2 separate regions of the Mus musculus genome follow, and region 1 is linked to region 2. A link is a contact called in public ChIA-PET data. All regions are on one chromosome and are shown on one strand. Each heading gives the region's core, a stretch centred on a gene start, on an enhancer-like site or on the middle of the called end of the contact. The rest is flanking DNA. Distances are from core to core; before and after follow the strand shown.

The links. ChIA-PET counts read pairs in DNA pulled down with a chosen protein or histone mark.
Region 1: a contact with region 2 is called in an RNA polymerase II ChIA-PET map of memory CD8 T cells, with 8 read pairs. The contact joins two enhancer-like sites. A contact is called at or near these places in 2 of 484 Hi-C or Micro-C datasets (Th1 cells and embryonic fibroblasts), 2 of 115 datasets of contacts at active chromatin or transcription factors (effector CD8 T cells and memory CD8 T cells) and 1 of 9 other capture datasets (liver).

What each region holds. Positions count from the first base shown.
Region 1 is chr6:8,729,755-8,735,712 of GRCm38.p6, forward strand. The region is part of intron 6 of Ica1 (islet cell autoantigen 1); the gene reads right to left. Among named protein-coding and RNA genes, the nearest start is that of Ica1, 46 kb to the right of the region's middle. Within about 2 kb of position 2,922, at least 60 of the 459 cell types and tissues checked have an H3K27ac peak or open chromatin away from gene starts, as enhancers often do. A contact at or near this core is called in memory CD8 T cells, where this site is marked.
Region 2 is chr6:8,554,462-8,560,758 of GRCm38.p6, forward strand. It overlaps Glcci1 (glucocorticoid induced transcript 1), which reads left to right. Exons shown (of 8, transcript NM_133236.3): 3 at 4,039-4,125. Among named protein-coding and RNA genes, the nearest start is that of Glcci1, 48 kb to the left of the region's middle. Within about 2 kb of position 4,815, at least 6 of the 459 cell types and tissues checked have an H3K27ac peak or open chromatin away from gene starts, as enhancers often do. A contact at or near this core is called in memory CD8 T cells, where this site is marked.

The DNA.
Region 1 (5,958 bases), core at 1,672-4,171, 170 kb after region 2:
AGAGATTTGGGGAGGGTGTACTCAAAGCACATTATATACTAAAATGCCCTTATAAAACTCAGTATCATATACAATGAATACATGATAGTTAAAATACTATTCAAAAAATGGAAAGAAAAATTATCGAGTTGAGTCTGAACTATGGGCATTATGTGATACTTAGCAGCATCTCTCTGGTCCTTTCTCTAGTGTTCTCAGGTTTCATCCTGACACCGAATGGCCATGTATGGAATTAGAAATTTAAGGGATAAAGCCTGCAGTGTTTTAAAGCATCACATGTCAAAACCAGATACACGTCTGCATTTGTATGAACTATTGTCTTGTTTTGTTTTTTGTTCTTTTGTTTTGTTTTGTTTTGTGAGGCAGGGTTTGTCTGTGTAGCCCTGGCTATCCTGGAACTCACTCTGTAGACCAGGCTGGCCTCCAATTCAGAAATCTGCCTGCCTCTGCCTCCCAAGTGCTGGGATTAAAAGTGTGTGCCACCACTGCCCGGCTGAACTGTTGTCTTAAGGACAGTTGAATATTTCACAACAGAAGATAGGGAGCCAACCAATTTCCTAATGTGAAACTTCTTACCATCAACAGCACAGGAGGTCCTCTCAGAAAATTGAAACTAGTGCTACCATATGAGCTACCAGTCCCTAGGTATCAGCCCAAAGGAGTTGCATTCAAAGAGACCTGGTTTAGAAGGTAAAATACATGAGGTTTTTTTGTCCACAAGTAGAAGTGAATAAATCATCAAGTTCTTCATGGTGTCATGCATGACTCCAAGCAGTGCTGGCAAGTTGTGAAGGGTCAGAGAGTGAGTGCTATCGGCTTTGCAGGCCTCCAGCCTCTGTTGTGGTCACTCCACTCTGCCACGATATTGTGAAATCAGCTACAGGCAGTAAAGAACACATGGAGAAAGGTATATATCAATACCCTTCTACCCCTGATGAATTCTTCCTCAACAACAACAATAATAAAAGCAATAATATCTGTATGCAATGGGTATTACCAGCTTGCAAACATCAAAGACTCCTCTGACCAAGAACTATGAATGAAATCACCTGATTTTTCCCCCAGCCAACTAAGGAGGTGAGTGGACTCAGCAAGAGGAGAATGTCCTTGAGGAGGAAGGCCAATAATGCTTTTGAGGTTAAGTGCTCGCCCATCCCAGTGGCAGTACGTCATCTTCACGGGTGAGCTTACCGATTTCAGAGCTTAATGAGCTAGAGAAAAATAATGACACAGAGGAAGCCTGATTGCATTTAGTAGATGCAAAAATGAGACTTAGGCTTAAGTGTCCCCAGATGGTGTAGGCAGTGTGGGGAGCTTGACTCTAGGACACAGGCTCCATACTCCTTCCTGTTTGCAGTCAGGGGCCGCAGCCGCCAGCTCTGCCAGCGGTATCTCTTCTGAGGGTGTTAGTCTAGTCTTAGTGTAGCCCTCAAGCAGGGAGGGAGAAAAACCAATACAGAGACACCAAGGCCCAAAGGCCTCATCCTAGGAGAGCCAGAGTCGAAAGCCAGCCCGTAATTATGAGTTCCCTTCCAAGTTGTACCATGTGAAAATTTAGGCTTTTCCTGTGGCATTTTGGCAGCAAGATTCACTGTGCTTGGGGGGACCCACAAATAACAACTGCTCCAGTCAGACATCTAAAGCAAACAAACACGGGCACATACCAAAACGAACCAACAAACACTACAAACTATGAAACAGATACATTTTAAAAGAGCATTAACTTTATAAAAAGAATTTTCACCTCACTTCATAAAAGGGCTCAACCCATATGTAGAATTGTACAATGAGCAGAGGCAGAAGAGACAATGGAGTCAGGCGCGCGCCCCCCCCCCTTTTTTTTTTTAAACAGGAACAAAGAAAAGCCCAGGAAGGTTAAAGTTCTGCTTACTTAACATCTGCCCACTGTACAGACCAAACAAAAGATTACCTATTCAGTCAACCCTGGCTGCTGGTGGGGCTCAGACCTACTCAGGCTTTGAATGGAAGTACAAACTGGTTTTATCCACAGAGTGGAGATGCAAGGCATACCCTGAAGGCCTCTATCACAGGGCCAGGAGAAAGGGGAGTGGAGCAAGCCTGTAATACTTAGAGGCTCGACTCCCCGGGGACCTGCCCTCAATTGCTGAAAGAGCCTGACCTCTGACAAGAACCAACGATTTCAGCAGTAATTAATAAAACTGTCAAATTAATTAACCCAAGTCTTTGTTCACAGGGGAAAAAAAAATGAAACATCTATTACCAATACTGCTGTTTATCAGTTGTAGAACAAACTCTTTGACTCAGACTGTCACCACTGGGACACAGGGTCACTACAGACTGGTGTCTCTAAGGAAGGTCCTACCTAGTAGACTGCCCATGCTTGTTAATAAGCCTTAGTGTACCGTGTCCTTTGATGACATGACCAGTGGATTAACAGGGCTCTACAACCTAATGGTATTTCTAACGGAGACAGACAGGCCTAAGAATCCCACCCTGTATCACTCACAGTTCCCAGAATGCCTTTCAGAGATCCCTTTGAATTACTGTAATGAAACACTGAGCTAATGCTGCAGGATTTAATTAAACTATTTAGTAAATGGCTCAGGTTAAGGCAGTGGTTCCTGCACCCTTGACTATAAAGGCTGAGTCCTACAAATGCCCACATATACATTTCCATGCTATCTCTTTAGAGGCTTCAGAACTATTTTCTTACACCTAGGCTAGCTTTTATTCCATTTAGAATAATTACCTCCCATCCCATTTCTGACGTTCAAGAAAAACAAGACACTTAATTGACCACAGAGGCTCTCAAGGGCACAGACTTCAGAGGCTCTGCTGGGCTCTCAGCTTCAGCTGATGTAATCTGCTATGAGAAGCTGGGTTCTATTTTTAAATCCTACCCTCTTACTCTACCTTCAAAGGGCACATATATCACACACTAACCTCACTCATAAAATACCGCGTGGTACTAGGGTGAACCATGATGTGAGGAGGAGCCTCCTACAGTACAGGGACAAGCAGCCCCACCTACATAAATCCACCCTTGGGTTCCTACGAGGTAGCCTGGAGAGCTGCTCCATGTGGCCCTGACTCTCCATATATCTCTTTTCTCCGAGTCATTTTGACAAGGAGCAGATGACTAGCAGGGCTCTTGCAGAGGGCTAGGAGCAAGCTTTGGTCTCTGTGTCCTCAGTTCTCTGACAGGAACACTTAGTCACAACTCCTAATGTTGATGTGCGGAGCCATCTCTAGCCCCTGGGCTTCAGAGAGTGCCAGATCATTTGCTTTGTTTTATGTGAAACTTTCACTCACCAGCTCTGTCTTGCGCACTCGTGACTGTGCTGTATAAAAGGTTTCAAGACATTTGAGAAATGCTAGGGGGGGAAATTAACCCAATGTTGGAGGTGAAAATTCCCTTCCAATTTGACTTTCATTTATGTTTATTCTGGCTTTGTAATCAAAGTGACGCTTTACTGAGTCTACCAGAGGTCAGACTGTGTTTCTCTCTGGTCTTCATCCTGCCAGGACCCAGGTGTGCCATATTTTATTTGGTTTCTACTCTTCTGCTCCCTGTTCTAACATGACATCTGACTGAGTTGTGAACACAAATTTTGTAACACCCATCCCTTTCTCAACACTTTTTCCACTCCCTCCTTACAGATTTGTGTGTGTGTGTGTGTGTGTGTGTGTGTGTGTGTGTGTGTGTGTGTATTTTGTACTTTCAAATGGAGTCAGACAGGTCTAAGAATCCCACCATATATCACTCACAGATCCTAGAAGGCCTAGAATATGTTTGCGTGTGCGCGCGTACACGCATTCGCGCATGTGCATGTGTGTCTGTGTATCTATATCTCTTTCTCTAGTCTTGCTTGTCTCTCAGGCCATGTTGCTTAGGCACCTATGTCTCTACATTTACATCACTTGATGCTGCTTCTAGGAGTTCTATTGCTTCTACCTCGGGCCTTTGCCCACATTGACTCCTCAGCTAACCACTGCTGTTTCCCACCCCTCTGTCCAGGTCCTTTCTATTTGTCTTGGTTTCTTTTCTGTTGACAAAAGCAACTGTATGGCGGATGGGTTTCTTTTAGCTTATTGTTCAAGGCACAGCCTATCATAAAAGCAAATCAAGGCGGCAGGAGCTTGAAGTAGCTGGTCATATTGCTCTCACAGGCAGAAGAAAATCGTCTGCTCTCTCAACTCTCCCTCTTTTCTTCATTCACTCCAGGACCCAAGCCATGAAATGGTTCAGTCTACAATTAAGATGGGTCTCCCCACATCAATGAATGTAATTAAGATAACACTATCTTGTCAGGCTCAGCCCAGAGACCAGCTCCTAGGTGATTCTAGACGTCAAGTTGACAAACAAGAACTACCATACTATTGTTCATTCTTTGTTATTGTTGGGGGGAGGGGTGCTGCCTCATCTGGGATGCCCTGTCTAGATTTTTTATTTGTAGTACTATTTCAACTCAGATGACCATTCAACACACTGCCTCCTGTTTACTTGTCTCATGCCCAAATGATCACACGAGACAGGAGCTACACTCCTCTGTGGTAGCTGGCATGTAACTGGGCTTCAATATCATTTGTTGACTATGCAAATGAATGAATGGACACATTCTGAAAATTCCAAATAGGGGGTCATAACCATGAAAGTAAAAATTAGAACTTTGTCTCCTCTAGAATACGTGAAGTCCTGGCTTTATCAGCTGCACTGGGGAGGAGGAGGTAAAGCTGAGGAGACAATGCCTTACAGACACACCTTGAGTCTTTGAGGCCAGTGACTTAGGTAACACACTCCTGGGAGATAAACAGAGACTCTATTTAAGATGGGATCTCACCTGCACAGGACTCTAAAGCTAACGTAGAGTTAATTTGCAAATACACTGTAGCAGAACCGAAAACTTGCATTTTAGAGCATTCCAGAGACAGCAGCAAACCACACAGTCCTGCTTTTTGTTTTTACCTGAGCAATCACATATGCTGATTTCCAAGGCACCAGGAGGTCACCTACATGCAATGGGGATGGTAAGTGATCTAAGGAGAGGTCCTCTGGCCCCTTAGACTCTGCCTGGAAGACTTGCCATGTAAGTGCCAACTTGGGGCTGGGCACAGGACTGACTCTGGGGTTAGGCTCTGGAGAGAACCAATGCAGTCTCCTGTTCTCCTCGAGTCAAGAATAACCAAAAATTACGCTTGAAGATCACTCTTCTCTCAAAAATATTCTATCCCCAAGTCCAAGTTCACCACATCCAGCTATTAAATTGAATCCAGCACACACAGGATTAGGGGGGGCAGGCACAGCTTCAGCTACTACTTCGCAGTAAAGGATTCAAAATAAAAACCAAACCTACCCATATTTTCCAGGATGGAGATTGATGGCATTAAACGATGGCAAATGTTTCTATGTTCAAACCAAATGACGAAGAACTTGGTTTCTGTTTCAGTCTTAAACAGCTAGCAACCACCTCCCACCAAACAAAACCAGATAAACACAAACACCCACAAAATTCTTTGGCCTTCCAGAATAACTGTTTTCTTGTCCTGGCACACTGGAGGGACCCAGAAACTCTGCACTGAACAAAGGGCTTGCAAGCAGGTGTTACTATGAAACTGCCTGTGCCACTTCTAGGTATACTGTTTGACTTCCTTTGTCTCTTGGTGGGGAAATTGTATCTATTTTCAAAGATTCTGGCTTCCATTTCCTTGTTCGACCTCAGGTTAGCTACCTACCATGGGTCTTTCTACAAAAGAAAAAAAAATGTGTGTTGATTATGGTAAACATTAAGGCTGCACGTCATCAGCAATGTGCTCTGGAGTCAGTTTTTTTTTTTTCTCTCATTCTTTCTTTTTCCTAATACCAATTCCACCCCCATTATCCTCAATCCCCAAATAAAATACTAATGACAAAATAAATGACTGGCCTAATTACGAAGTCAGAAAACTTGCAAAACAGCCTGGGGTCACCAGCATCTA
Region 2 (6,297 bases), core at 3,565-6,064:
TGAAGTGGATTACAAAACAATCCATCAGTCAGTGGGAAAATGGACAGTTTTCAAAAGATGGAGTACAAATAACTGATAAACATTTAAAAAGTGTTCATTCTTAGCCGTCATGAAAATCAAATCAAATCAAAACATTGGATTTTTTAAAAACCCCAGTTAGAATCATGACCACTAGGAAAACGACATGCCAATGAAGATGGGGATGGTTGCAGTTTGAACGAGCATGGCCACTATGGAAATCAAAATGTAGATTCCTTAAAATACGAAAAGTAAAACTACCATATAATAATTATGCCACTACTAGGAATGTACTCAAGAATCATCTAAGAGAACATTGAGAGAGACACCTGCATGTCCTCGTTTATTGCAGCATTGTTTGCGATAGCCAGGTTAGAATCAGCCTAGATGTCCTTCAACAGATGAATAGATAAAATGTGATATGCTTATGTGGACTCACAGACATGGAATAGTATTTAGCCATAAAGAAGAACAAAATTTGTGTGAAGGAAAGTGGATGGAACTTAAATTTATTAAATGAAATGTCAAACTCAGAATGAGGATTGTTGTATGTTTTCTCACATAGAAGGATATGAGTCTTGACAGATGTATATATAATCATTTATATGTATGTGGCATAAAAGTGAAAGTAGATCTTGGAAATTTTGAGAAGTGAATATGATCAAAATGCATAATATATTTGAATGTAAATATACATAGGAAACTCATGTGTTTTTTTTTTCTTAGTACGGTTAAGTATATCTCTTAAACAATCAACAAGAATTTCTACCCACACCAGCACCATAACTACTTTGGTGTGGACTTGACTGTTCAACTCCAGATGTGCTTTATATTATAGTTTAGAGTTGGATGGAGATGAAGGAATAATATGAGAAAAGACCATGCATCTCTAGATGCTAATGCTTATTCTGCGTCAAGGATTGTTTTTTACATGATAGGGACAATGAAAACCATTTGAAAAGATTTTTGTGCTTCTGGAATTTACAGGATAACTTTTTTACCTGCTACATTGAAGATTATACAGAATAATCTATGTTTAGCTTTAATGTGGTTATCTAGAAGATAAGATGCTAATAAGTACTAGTTACTTTTAAAAAAAGATTTTATGTGTACAGGTGTTTTTGCTTATATACAGACACACACACACACACACACACACACACACACACACACACACACACACAGAGGCACTGTAAGTGTGCAGTACCTGCAGAGGCCAGAAGTGAGGGTAGGATACTCTGGAACCAAAGTTAAAAAAAGTTGTTAGCCTCCATGGTTGTCAGCCACGATCTTGGTGCTGAGAACTGAACCAAGGTCCTCTATAAAAGCAACACTCAGCTATCTATTCCACAGCCCTATTACAACTGCCTTTGTAATACAAAATAGTATTTCACTGTCATTGAGGTTAAATACAATAACATTAATGCCATTATTAGTAGTACCAATAGTTTATTACACACATTTACATTTACGAACAGTAAGTCTTGTCTGGCAGGAAAGACTTACAGATGATAGATTATCTCGGAGCTTGAAAGGGCTCTGAAGTTCTGTAACTACTGTAAGGTCAGAACTGTAATGTAGTCTAGTATTGTTTGTGTTCTTTGTAATTTTACAAATAAATGGTACTTTAGATTTGCAGACTAAAGTGTGGACATCTGAGTTTCTGTTTTGAAAACTTCTCCCTTGGCTGTTACTTAAGTTTGCCATTATCTGAGCATGGTTAGTTTTTATGACTTAAGTGGAGTTCATTGGAATGGTGTGAAAAATATTTGGCAGTATCTAATAGTTACTCATTGTCAGGGATAAGAGATTTTTAAAGTATTACATACTAAAATGTAGTGAGATACATGAGTGATCAATGTGGCCAACATGGCAGATTTTAGTTGAGTCATTTCTTTTTATTAGTAGTCATAGTTTTAGACTTGCATTGTTTAGATGCAACAAGGTTCCTTTTCTCTTTCTTGATAGTGAAGGCAGTTTGGATAGAAAGAGGAAATTCCTAAAGTATAGTGGCCAAAGGCCATTCTATTATATACAGTAATAAAATCGTTGAGGACTGTGTTTCCAAACTCTGTGGAATAACGTTCTTCATGCTGTTAGGGAGTAAGTATGTTTGCTGTCAGTCCCAGTAGTGGTGAAAGCAGGGAAAGGAAAGCAGATTTCAAAGGTGTGCATGGATTTGAGCTTTTAGACTCTACAGTATATCGTATGTGGAATAGAAAAATGGAAGAAATGATTTCCCCCAAATTTATTTGCCATGGGACTCTTTTATTAAACATTCTTACTAATATCTAGAAGCAAAGCTATAAGTAGCATCTTTTCTAAAATTCAGTCCAGATTGTAGACAAAGTAATGGCAGTTTGACTTTGGGTCTCACTAAAAAGGAGAGAACCTCTACTATTTGTATTTTCTTCACTTAGTTTTCTGCTTACAATTTTTAAACATTTATGACATATTCAACATTGAAGAAATTGGTTTAACATTTATTTAGCTTCTCTAGCATACTCATTTCTATGACTGAATTTTCTCTGCGACTGTACTTTCGGTTTATAAATGTTGTGATCTTTTGTTTTGGGGTTTTGTGGCAAAAGAGTGCTACTTAGAAGAAATCTAAGTCACGTTATGCAAAACCTCAACATTCTGACACATTCACAAAGGAAAATTCTGTGATAGATTATTAAAGATGATATCATTTCAGGGCTGAATTATTTTCAGGTTGTCCTATCTAGCACTGAACTTAGGAAATTTTGATAATTTCTGACAAACATTATTAAATGTATAATTTCTTATTCTTCTTGTCAGTTGAATAAGATACCGTTCAGTTGATGAAATGCCTCTCTTTCATAGCAAACCCTCAAGCAGCCTTGCTCTTCTCTACCTAATTGCTATTCAATTGTCACTAGTTGGTTTTAGACAATTGACACTTTTAAGAGGGAGTAATTTTAAAGATGCTCATAAGCATTTGAACTGTATAAATAAACTGGAATGATGGCTTCTTTATCTCATTATGCAGATTCTCAAGTGCATGCAATACAAAAAACATTTTAATGCCACATGTATTTATTGTGGTAATCATTACTCATTGTCTCCGGGCTTTCATTTTTTCTAATTTACATTATACTAGATTTTTCTCAAATGTTAAAGTGTGGTATTTTAGCTTTTTTTTTTTTTAACAGAACTCCTAAATTTCTTACTTTATGGCAATACTTAAGGTTAAATTAGTGTTATACTTTAGTTAATATGTATTAGTGCTTAAATAATTGAGAGTTATATTTTAGTTTAAATGACTTTCATAGTAGCTTCATTTTTTTAAAAAAAAGCTGCATTACTTTCATTTTAAATCAATACATTTGATTTATATTTGTTTTTAATTTTTTTCTGTTAGGTTTTATATTAACTGTATTTTTAAAATGAAGTTGACTAATCCTTTTCACCAAAGAGAATCCTCTCAATATTTTCTTCTCTTAGTGAAATGACCGTCTACACAGATGTTTGTTACATAAGCCATCCGCACTACACATGGCTCTGAAAGTTCTTTTTATCTTCTGTCTGTTGTAGTTTGTCTCTATAAAATTTCAGTATGTAATCTGGGAAGTGCTTATGCACGCCTTTAATTCCAGTACTTGGGAGGCAGAGAGGCAGGCACATTTCTTGCGTTCTAGACCAGTCTGGCCTACAAAGTCAGTTCCAGATAGCCAGTGCTACACAGAGAAAGCCTGACTCAAAAACTAAAACAGTATCAAAACAAACAAACAAACATCAGTATGTAAGTCTTCATGATTTTATTAGGATTTGCTGTTATTAATGCTGATGTGAAAGTATCAAATGATTTTTAATGTAGATGACTCAGATGTCTCAGATTTATCAGGTCTGATTAATTAACATTTAAAAGGCTTTATAAATGCTAAGAAAGTATTATAGTTACTTGAAATTAAGTAGTAACGTTATAGTTACTTGAAAGTAAGTAGTGACATTTCCATTTCTTAACATTTTGATTTGTCTGGTTGGTTTGTTTTAAAGACACCTAGTTGCTGGGCAGAAGAGGGAGCAGAAAAACGATCACATCAGCGCTCTGCATCATGGGGAAGTGCTGATCAACTGAAAGAGGTAAGTTATTTTTTTATTTCATTCTAAGGCTTGTTTAGATCTCCATGGGTTGTTGTTTTTGTTTTGTTTTGTTTTTTTAAACTATTTTCCAATAGTTGTTAGACTTCCCTTTATTGTAACCTACTTTCTCATACAGAATTGAATCTTACATTTTGTTCAAAAGTGAATTTTTCTTGCTTGTAATTTTTATATTCTCAATAAATGTCTGGGTACCCCCATCAACTGTAGCTTTTCTAGAATGAACTCTGGTCTTGTATAATGATCTTTATATCACTGTTTTTAGTTATCTTTATTTCTCCCTTAGCTTGCTTTTTTTAAAGTCACAGCAAGTAGAACCATATATAATAGCTTTATACAATGATAAGATAGTACTTTTTGTTTTCTGGTAGCTTTTTTATGATATGTAACTTATTATGACCTTTTGGGACCCAGTAGTACAGTAGAAGCCAAATCTTGTAGAAATGATCTACTCTGTGATTTATTATGAATAACATCTATATTTATACTATATTATTTTTTCCTGTTAGTTTTATCTTTATAAATCATTTTAATTCTTACCTATTTGTCCTTTCAAAGCTATAGAAACCTAAAGTTAAAATATCTGGTTCAGAGATCTCTTAGGTAAGCCCTTCTTCTGAAGATGACTATCTCATCCTTGTCACATCTTCTCAGTGGTGAGAACTCATCTTTTAAGGTCACTACTGTAGTCATGATTACTTAGCAGAGCTCACTAAGTATGTTTTTATTTCCTTTCTAGTGCTATGATAAAACACCATGACCAGAAGCAACCTAGGGAAGAAAGGGTTTATTTCAGTTTACAGGTTGTAGGTTACAGGATATAGATTCAGGAAAACCAAAGTAGGAACTAAAGCAGAGACCATGAAGAAGTGCTGCTAACAACTTTTTGTTACACATGGCTTGCCTACATACCTTTCTTATACAACCCAGGACCACCTCTCCAGGTGTGTCACTGCTCATAGTGAGTGAACCTTCCCGTATCAATCATTAAGCTAGAAAATGCCCTATAAAGTTGCCTACAGGCCAATCTGATGGAGACATCTTTCTCAGTTGAGGTTCCTCTTCCCAGGTAATTGTAGCTGTGTTAAGTTGACAAAATGCACAGTTTTTATATTTTGAACTCAGAATGAAATCACTTAGTTTTACTGCTAACTTGTATCAGTGTTGTCTGCTTGAAATTTCTGCAAGTTTGGCAGTAAGCCAGTTTTGCTGTGTTAAGCATAGACATTCTCTCAGATTTTATTTATATGTGTATGTGCCCACTTGTCTGTATGTGAACCACATGCTTCTAGTGCTAATGATGGCCAGCCAGGGCCATGATTCTCCTGGTTCTCATAGTAACTGGAGTTACTATGAATCAAACCTGGGTCTTCCACAACAGCAAGTCCTGATGACTGCTGAGCCAGCTCTTCAATCTCAGCATTTCTCTTGAATGCTTTTCCTATGCAGAGTTTCAGACCTACCAGTATTAATTTTTTATACACTTTAAGTTGTCAGGTTTCTCACATACTATGATGTCTAAACCAACTGGTCTAATAGCATGATACTGTCTATGATTTCATTTTTAGCCACTTTTTAATGTTGTGAATGTAGAAAATCTATAATTCTGGCCTATCTCTTACCCAAATACATAGTGAAAGTAGATTTCTTTATCAGGATCAGAGTAAAAAGAAGCTTGGTTTAATACATCTAGGCTGAAATAGACATCACTTGTAGAATATATATAAATAATGGAAAAGCCAAATTTGTCATTTTGTCTCAGTTCAGTATAGTTTCAGACATACTGCAAGTATCTCACATGGCTGTGGTATAAATGAATGTCTATAGTAACACATGATATTTGCTACTAAGAGGGAACACTGAAATTAGAAGAATTGATTGTTCTCCCTGTAAAACAACCATAAAGCCAAACAAAATTGTCAAAATAAATATTTCAGTGAAAATAATTGAGCAATTTTATTTATGAAGGAGATTCAAGATGCCTTTGGAAAACCCAGTTTAGATTGTAAAAGACTATAACTTAAAGGGCAGTTCTGTGTACACACACACACAAACATGCACACACGCACACACACACACACGCACAGGAGGGGGGAGAGAGAGAGAGAGAGAGAGAGAGAGAGAGAGAGACAATGAATTAATGTTTTCTTCAAA